Regions from separate parts of the Mus musculus genome. Here region 2 is linked to region 1. The links are chromatin contacts, called in public Hi-C maps. All regions are on one chromosome and are shown on one strand. Each heading gives the region's core, a stretch centred on a gene start, on an enhancer-like site or on the middle of the called end of the contact. The rest is flanking DNA. Distances are from core to core; before and after follow the strand shown. Region 1 has its middle 33 kb from the start of Lpcat1. Region 2 overlaps Lpcat1 (lysophosphatidylcholine acyltransferase 1).

Region 1 (3,763 bases), core at 1,108-3,607:
GCAGGAGGCCAGGCTTCCTCCCTTCTGAAACAGGTCTGTCCCTGTGCCATCCATCGGAGTGAATAAATGTTACTCTCAGCCACTCCTGGAAACAAGAACAGCCAAACTCTAAGTCCTGTTCTCAACAAGGTCACCAGCTGTCTTGGCCTTCCCAAGTCATGGGAGGAAGGTTAGGACATCAGAGCTGATTTATGACCGCTCACCTCAGGACATCTTGGAGATTCGCTCTTCACATCTTACCTAGCTTTGTTTAGCACTTGACCCAAAGGCCACAGGTGAACTCCGTGTCACCTCTGTTCCCCTATAGGACGCTTGGCCTGAAGATCTGTGTCACCTCTGTTCCCCTATAGGACGCTTGGCCTGAAGACCCTAAGGCCTTCATACATAAAATTCCCTACTTTACTTCAGTCTTCCTAATTCTAACAGTTCCTCAGCCCACAGCCCATTGCACCTACAGCATTTCTCCCAGGGCGACCCATCTGGAAGGCCATGGGATCACTTTCAAACTCTGGTGGAGCAAGCACCCCTTATTGGATCATTTCAGACCACAGAGCTACACACACAACAGTTTCAGCAGCTTCCAGCCTCCTCCCAAAGGCAGCCCTGCCCTTACATGCCTACCCTGCAGAGGGGGCAATTGGAATGAAAAACTAGAATACCACACAGAAGAGGATACCAAGCCATGCCCCTGTGTTCAAAGGACAATGGGAGGTCGAAAAAAGACACCCCCACTCTCCTGCACAGTTTTTCCGAGTCGCTATGCTCTGGAGAGAGTTCACACCACTCACTGGAAGCTTCTGGCAGCATCCGCTTTGGAAAAAGATCTGGGAACGTCTTGTAAAACTACCTGTATAGCCTGTGACTCAGCAAGTCTACTCACAGGTATTTTCCCAAAAGGAAGGAAAACAGGATCTTGCATAGACTTGGAGAGCAGTGTTAGCCACACAGTGAAGCTCAAAGCTGGAAATGACCCACCAGAGAGGCAGAGTGGTTAGAGAGTCACGTGTGTGTGTGTGAGTGTGTGTGTGTGTGTGCACTACAAAAGTGCACAGCTGTTTGTAGTAGAGCTGCTGACATTCCCAGTGATGTGTTAATTAATATCAAATAATATTAATCTATATATTTTGAGCGGATAAACCAAACAGCAGGCCAAGCCAAGGTGGTTCCACGTGGGAGAGGTTTATTGTGCAGATAAAGGGGCGGCAAAGAGGGTAGAAGGGCAGAGAAGAGGAAAGAGAGAGAGAGGGGGGAGAGAAGAAAGAGAAGAGAGAGAGCGAGGAGGGAGTGATCCCCTAATTTATACGGAAAATGACTTTCACACCAGTGAGGGTAGGAACTGAGCCAAGTGGATTGTGGGATTGAGGGTCATTGTCCTGTCAACGCAGGTCAAGGGTCACATAGGCCAGGGCTTGGAGTGTCCTCGTGCTAACACCCAGTCAGGCCTCAGTAGTGTTCATTGTAATGTGGCCAATTGCCCCTAGGCTTTGACTTAAAAGACTAGCACATACCTGTGGCCAGCATAGCATCTGTGGTCAGGGAATTGGGGATGGGCTTAATGGGTGAGTTCTAGCTTGGTGTTCTCAGGAGGCTGTAAAGGGGTTTGGGTGGGTGGTCATCTGAAGGCCCTATCAAGGCTGAAAGTTACTCCAAAGTGGCTGACGCTGTGGGCAGAAGGTCTTGGTTCCTCTTCTCAGGACTGCTGGATTGTCTTCAGGATGGTGACAGTGACTCACTTAAGAACAAAGAGAGTGCCACATCCCCTTTTCAAGGACTAATATCTATGTGGGGAGGGGGGGTGTCACAGGATCAGCCTGGCCCACCTGCTCACGACAAAGCTGTGTGTGACTGGAGCTCTGTTCCTTCCTGGCTGCTTAGGACGATTTCAGCCCTTTCCATCCTCCCGCCAGCACTGGGGTGTCTGCCTGTGTCAGCCAACACCAACCTATTGGGTGTTCTTCCCAGAAGCCTTCTGCTTGGGGCCACACCCGACCTGAGGCTACAACCTATCTGTCAATGGAAATCCACTTCACAGCTGAGGCTGCAGAGCACATCTGGTGGGGGAAGGGAAAGAGAAGTGCTTTGACTCTGGTTTTGTTTTGTTTTTTGAACTCTAATTGGCTTTGTGTTCTGTATAAAATGAGGGTAAAAATGGGGAACAATCCAACAAGTGTTGCTGCTGCAGACAGCATGCTAACTGCTGGCCACTGCTTGTCCTAGCCTCACCTTGACCTCCCCTGCTCACGTGGACGGTAGAGAGGACGCCTGTGAGGAACACGCCGACCATTGTGATAGTGTGTAACAGTCAGCGTACTTCTGACAAGTTCTCATCAACCTTCCCCGGACATACAGGAAGCTCCTCCAAGCAAAGGCAAAGCATGTTTCAGAACCTACTGACTGACTATGCCGTCCGACAGCTTTGCAGTCAGTGAGACGTCTCCAAAGCACAGAGATTTAAAAATATTGACTGGCTCTAAAGGACTTATTTAACTGTCACGGGTGAATTTAGGTGGACTTGTTTTTCTAACATTACTGTGTTTTAATAAAACGGTTTATACCGGCGTCATTTATACTGGAACCACACAATTCAGATTTTATGGACCCAGTGTGTGACCAGCACTGAAATCTGAAGAGGACTCTATGATTTGCTGTGGATGAATAAGTCTTACACTTACACTCTAACCCACAGCTAGGTTAGATGCAACTCAGCGTGACAGGTGTCTCAGCTCAGCCCAGTCAGAGCCCATCACCCGCTCTAGCTGTTGATGTAGAGATCCAGGACACCTGCAATTGCCTTTTGTCAAGCACACCTGGCCTGAGGTGATCGTAACTGTGGTTTTTATCACGGCAGAAGAGGAAGCACAGAGAGCTGACAGGGTTAATGCCTGTTTATAATGCTGTCCAGGAAGTGGTTTCAGTCTTGAAAGTACCCGCTTTAAGTAAAAGTACTTGAAGACAGGTGATCAATATGTGGAAACCAGTTCAGGAGAACCTACCTTGTAGGACTTGTTGGAAGTGGAAGCTCTTAGCCACCGTCTGCCCTTTTAATGAGACTGGCCTTTGTCTCTTCAGAGGGGATCTCCAACCCAGACTCTTTGGTAGTCTCCAAAATCTTCTGAGAAGGAATTGCAGTGACCTGCAGTGATCTCACAGATAGTGGGTGACCTGCATCCCTCGGTGCCTTGTCCAGAGTGTCCTCGATCTAGAACCACAGCCAATGCCAGCAACAGTCAGTGTCTCTGTGAAGAAGCAGAGGAGCTCGTGTGTACAGGAACTGCAAGATGTGAGAGAGAGCAGGGAGGGCAGTGAAGGAGTGTGCCAGCCACACAGAGCAATGGCCGCACTCGTCCAGCTTGTGTGTCAGCTACAGACTGACCAGGGCAGTACACACATGCTGCCTCATCGAGGATGGTATGTGCTGGGGAAAATTGTGCCTGCAGTCCACCTTCAGAGTCATCTGTCCCTGTCACTAAAAAAGAAAGCCAGAGACAAACACGGAGGCTCCCTGGAAGGAGCTCTTTGGCCTCTTGGTGGGCAGTGCCTTCTGGGTAGGATGCTTGGCATACATACACCAGTGTGGATGACTAGATGATGTGGAGGTTGTTGTCTGGCTTTTTGTTCCCACCCAACTCGAGGTAAGACATAAGCAGGTTAGCTGCTTCATCCAAGTTCTAATGTGTGAGCGGCCACAGTGGCTACAATTCACAGGTCCAACGTTATTGGAGTGATTGAGTAGGCCGAGGACATCAGTGCAAGTGAGTGCTAG
Region 2 (3,223 bases), core at 145-2,644, 71 kb after region 1:
CACTTTACTGCTTAGCTGTAAGTCATGGAGTATAACCCGCCATCCCAGCTCCCAGCTCCTGGCAGGTTCCTAAGTACTGAACTTACCCTCTTGGCTAAATTCAGTACAATCATATGTGTGGCCTATAGAATTTTCTCTAAGTAGAAGGATTGGTGTTTTTGATTTTGGATTTGTTATTTGTTTTTCTTTTAAAAAGAAAATAAAGAATAAAAAGGGAATTCTTCTGATGGGCCTACATCTAACCTCAGAGATGAGTTTATGCACTCCTGTATTGAGTCAAACAGTCTGTTTACTTCCCATAAGTACTGCAGAGCATTACAAAATGGACAGATGAGCTAATGTGACTTCTACTAAGAGCCCAGCCCAGAGCGTGCTGGTCCTTCTGCTGTGGATCTTTCTGTGGCTCTTCTCTCAGCTGTCAGGAGAGAACAGAATCAGGTCTGAGAAGGAACATGGTCTTGTACTGGTTGGGACCCCTGTGGTTTTGAGCAGAACTGTTCCAGACCTGGTCTCATCTTCAGATAAGAGAAACTGAGAATGGCCCTGTAATAATCTTTACATATCCTTCTTCACATTGCCTGGTATATGGTACCGTTAATGAGAAAGACCATTGTAATTTTCGAAATTCCTAAAATGTAACTGTAAACACATTACACACTGTATGCTAGGTTTTCAGGATGTTCCTATATTCTTAATATCTTCATTTAAGAATAGGAATCAGAAATAGTCTTTTGACTTTTCATGCATGGTAAAGTTGGCACTAACATGAGCCACTCGATCATTTTAAGTGCTGTATTTATAGGATGTTTTATCACAGAGATACAGTAGATTTCAGGTGTAGAAACTGTAGTATTACAGAACTGCATTCTCTATAATCCCCAACATAAAACTGTCATGGAAGGATAGAAATATGCATATCATTAGGAGTTGAACATTGTACCCTGGGCCAGTAAGTACTCCTGGTTAGCAGTGCTGAGCTATAAAGTTTGCAGGTGTGTGAGTGAGTGAGTGAGTGTGAGTGTGAGTGTGAGTATATATGTATTGTGTATGTCTGTGTGTACACATACATGCACATGGGTGTTGTGTGCCTGTGGGTCTAGATATGTGTATGTGTAGTGTGGACATTGTAGTTATGAGTATGTAAATATGTATAGTCATGGGTGGACAATTCCAGAGGAAGGGTTCTGCTAGTTTTAATGTCACACAGGTAACCATTATGGTGGCTTTGGTGGGATCAGTGCCATGCCTTAGCAGAGATAACACCGTTCTTCTGTTCTCAGTTTCTGCCTGTGTATTGCCCTTCTGAAGAGGAGAAGAGGAATCCTGCCCTGTATGCCAGCAATGTGAGGCGTGTCATGGCCAAGTGAGTGAGCGGCTGCCAGCGGTGCTGGGGAAGTGGGTTTGTACAAGAGTGAACACGCAGGCTCTGCATGTGCTAGCAGTATCGTGTGCTTGCCCTTGAGTTTGTGTCTCCTGCTTTTATCTGATGATGTTTTGACTTGTTTAACATTTAGAAGATGGTTAATCTTTGCTTCATTTCGCAAGTTTCAAACCCGCCGTAGTAATCTGTGACCCTGGTGTGTTTTGGGGTCATGCACTGACCTGGGAAGATGTCAGTCTCAGGTCACAGCCTCCTTGAGGCTTCACTGTGCTTCTGTCTGGGGATTGTTTGCTGGCACTCTCACGCCCCCTGCTGGGCAGAATTGTAGTATCTGTATGTTTAAGCCCCTAGGGTGTCCTGTGCTGCCATCTGCCTCTGGTGTACAGTTGAGAACATAAGTATTGTTTTCTCTTTCTGGTTCCTGGAGTCTGGACAGTGATGCAAGTACCCTTTTTCTCTGACTTTCTGAGCCCTATCTCTCATTCATATACTTAAAACAAGGTCCCTAATATTCCTCATACACACCAGGCAAAAATCGCAGCCCCAGGGGGCCAGCCTTGTTTCGTCTCCTGAAGAGGCTGTATACAGTGGAGCTTAACTGTAGCCTCTACCAATAGCACCTGCTGGAACCTTTGAGGTTCCTCCACCTGGCAGTGGGGATGGGGGCAGGGAGGGCTGTCCCACTCTCAGTTCCTGACAACAGACCTGGAGAGAGCATTCTAGGAGCGCATCTGACAAGACCCCAGCTCAGATCTGTAATCACTGTTTAGAGCTGGTTCTTGCCTACTTCCTCCTTGTCCCACTTGAATGGTATATGCCCAGAGAAGGAGTGGGTTACTCCAGTCTCCACCCTGAAGTTCATTTAGCCTTCACCACAGACAACTCTGAGCACTTGTTAACTAAGGGACCACTCAGGCCAGGCCAAGGTCCCTGCATCCCTGTCTTCCATTCTGACTTGATCTGCTTTGAGGGTGGAAGAAAGAAATTGGATCTTTTAGAACTCAGCAAGTGATTGCCATTGTATTTATTACCAGATTATAGCACCTGCCTAAGTCAGATTTGGAGGGATTTTAAGGAGTTAGTGCAGAGAACAGAACACAGTGTTCTCTTACAGTACCATCCAATCCACCTTGAACTTGACTGCTGTGTGTCCTGTCCCATGCCCATCCCCGCCCCATGCTTCAGCCCCTTCTGTGGGCTGTCTGCAGCCCACATTCCTAACCGCATGTTATCATGTGCTTTCTGGTTGCTTGCTTATACAGCATTGCTGGGCAGCATCAGACTTACCAGAAGTGCATTTTCTGTTTTTGGTTTTCTTTCTTTCTCTTTTTAAAAGAGAAAGAAAATAAAAGTTGGGTGGGTATGGAGGTTGGGGGATCTGGGAGCGGTTGGGAAGGGGAAAACATGATCAGAATATATTGTATGAAATTATTTTCAATAAAATAATATTTTTGATATTATAATACACTTTTATTACTTCCCCCTCCCTTTCTTCCCTTCAGACTCTCCCATGTGCCCATTCACCCTTTCTCTTGCAAGCTCATAGCCTTTTTGGGGTGGAGGATGTTGTTTTATTCAAGGCAGGGTTTCTTTGTGTCACCTTGGCTATCCTGGAATTCACACTGTAGATCATGCTGGCCTTCAGTTCAGTAATCTGCTGCCCCTGCCTCCTGGCAGCCTCTTTTTCTCTAATCGTGTGTGTGTGTGTGTGTGTGTGTGTGTGTGTGTGTGTGAGTGTGTGAGTGTGTTGCTAAATACATAAATACAGCCTGTCTTTATAATGTTACTTGTATGTATGTATAATGTTACTTGTATGTATGTTTCCAGGGCTGACCATTTGGT

Evidence for each region. Hi-C and Micro-C count contacts between places; a contact is called where the count stands out from the background.
Region 2: a Hi-C map of microglia shows a contact between it and region 1, with 15 times the contacts expected there. The contact joins two enhancer-like sites. A contact is called at or near these places in 3 of 39 promoter capture datasets (the C10 cell line, embryonic stem cells and hippocampal neurons), 11 of 15 datasets of contacts at CTCF or cohesin (CD8 T cells, the G1E-ER4 cell line, the NIH/3T3 cell line and 6 more), 350 of 484 Hi-C or Micro-C datasets (2-cell embryo, 2-cell-like embryonic stem cells, the 3T3-L1 cell line and 172 more), 62 of 115 datasets of contacts at active chromatin or transcription factors (the 230-238 cell line, CD4 T cells, CD4 single positive thymocytes and 41 more) and 6 of 9 other capture datasets (adipose tissue, embryonic stem cells, embryonic tail and 3 more).

What each region holds. Positions count from the first base shown.
Region 1 is chr13:73,432,059-73,435,821 of GRCm38.p6, forward strand. No RefSeq gene overlaps it. Among named protein-coding and RNA genes, the nearest start is that of Lpcat1, 33 kb to the right of the region's middle. Within about 2 kb of position 2,358, at least 71 of the 459 cell types and tissues checked have an H3K27ac peak or open chromatin away from gene starts, as enhancers often do. A contact at or near this core is called in Th1 cells, microglia and regulatory T cells, where this site is marked.
Region 2 is chr13:73,504,222-73,507,444 of GRCm38.p6, forward strand. It overlaps Lpcat1 (lysophosphatidylcholine acyltransferase 1), which reads left to right. Exons shown (of 14, transcript NM_145376.6): 9 at 1,281-1,363. Among named protein-coding and RNA genes, the nearest start is that of Slc6a3, 31 kb to the right of the region's middle. Within about 2 kb of position 1,395, at least 19 of the 459 cell types and tissues checked have an H3K27ac peak or open chromatin away from gene starts, as enhancers often do. A contact at or near this core is called in Th1 cells, microglia and regulatory T cells, where this site is marked.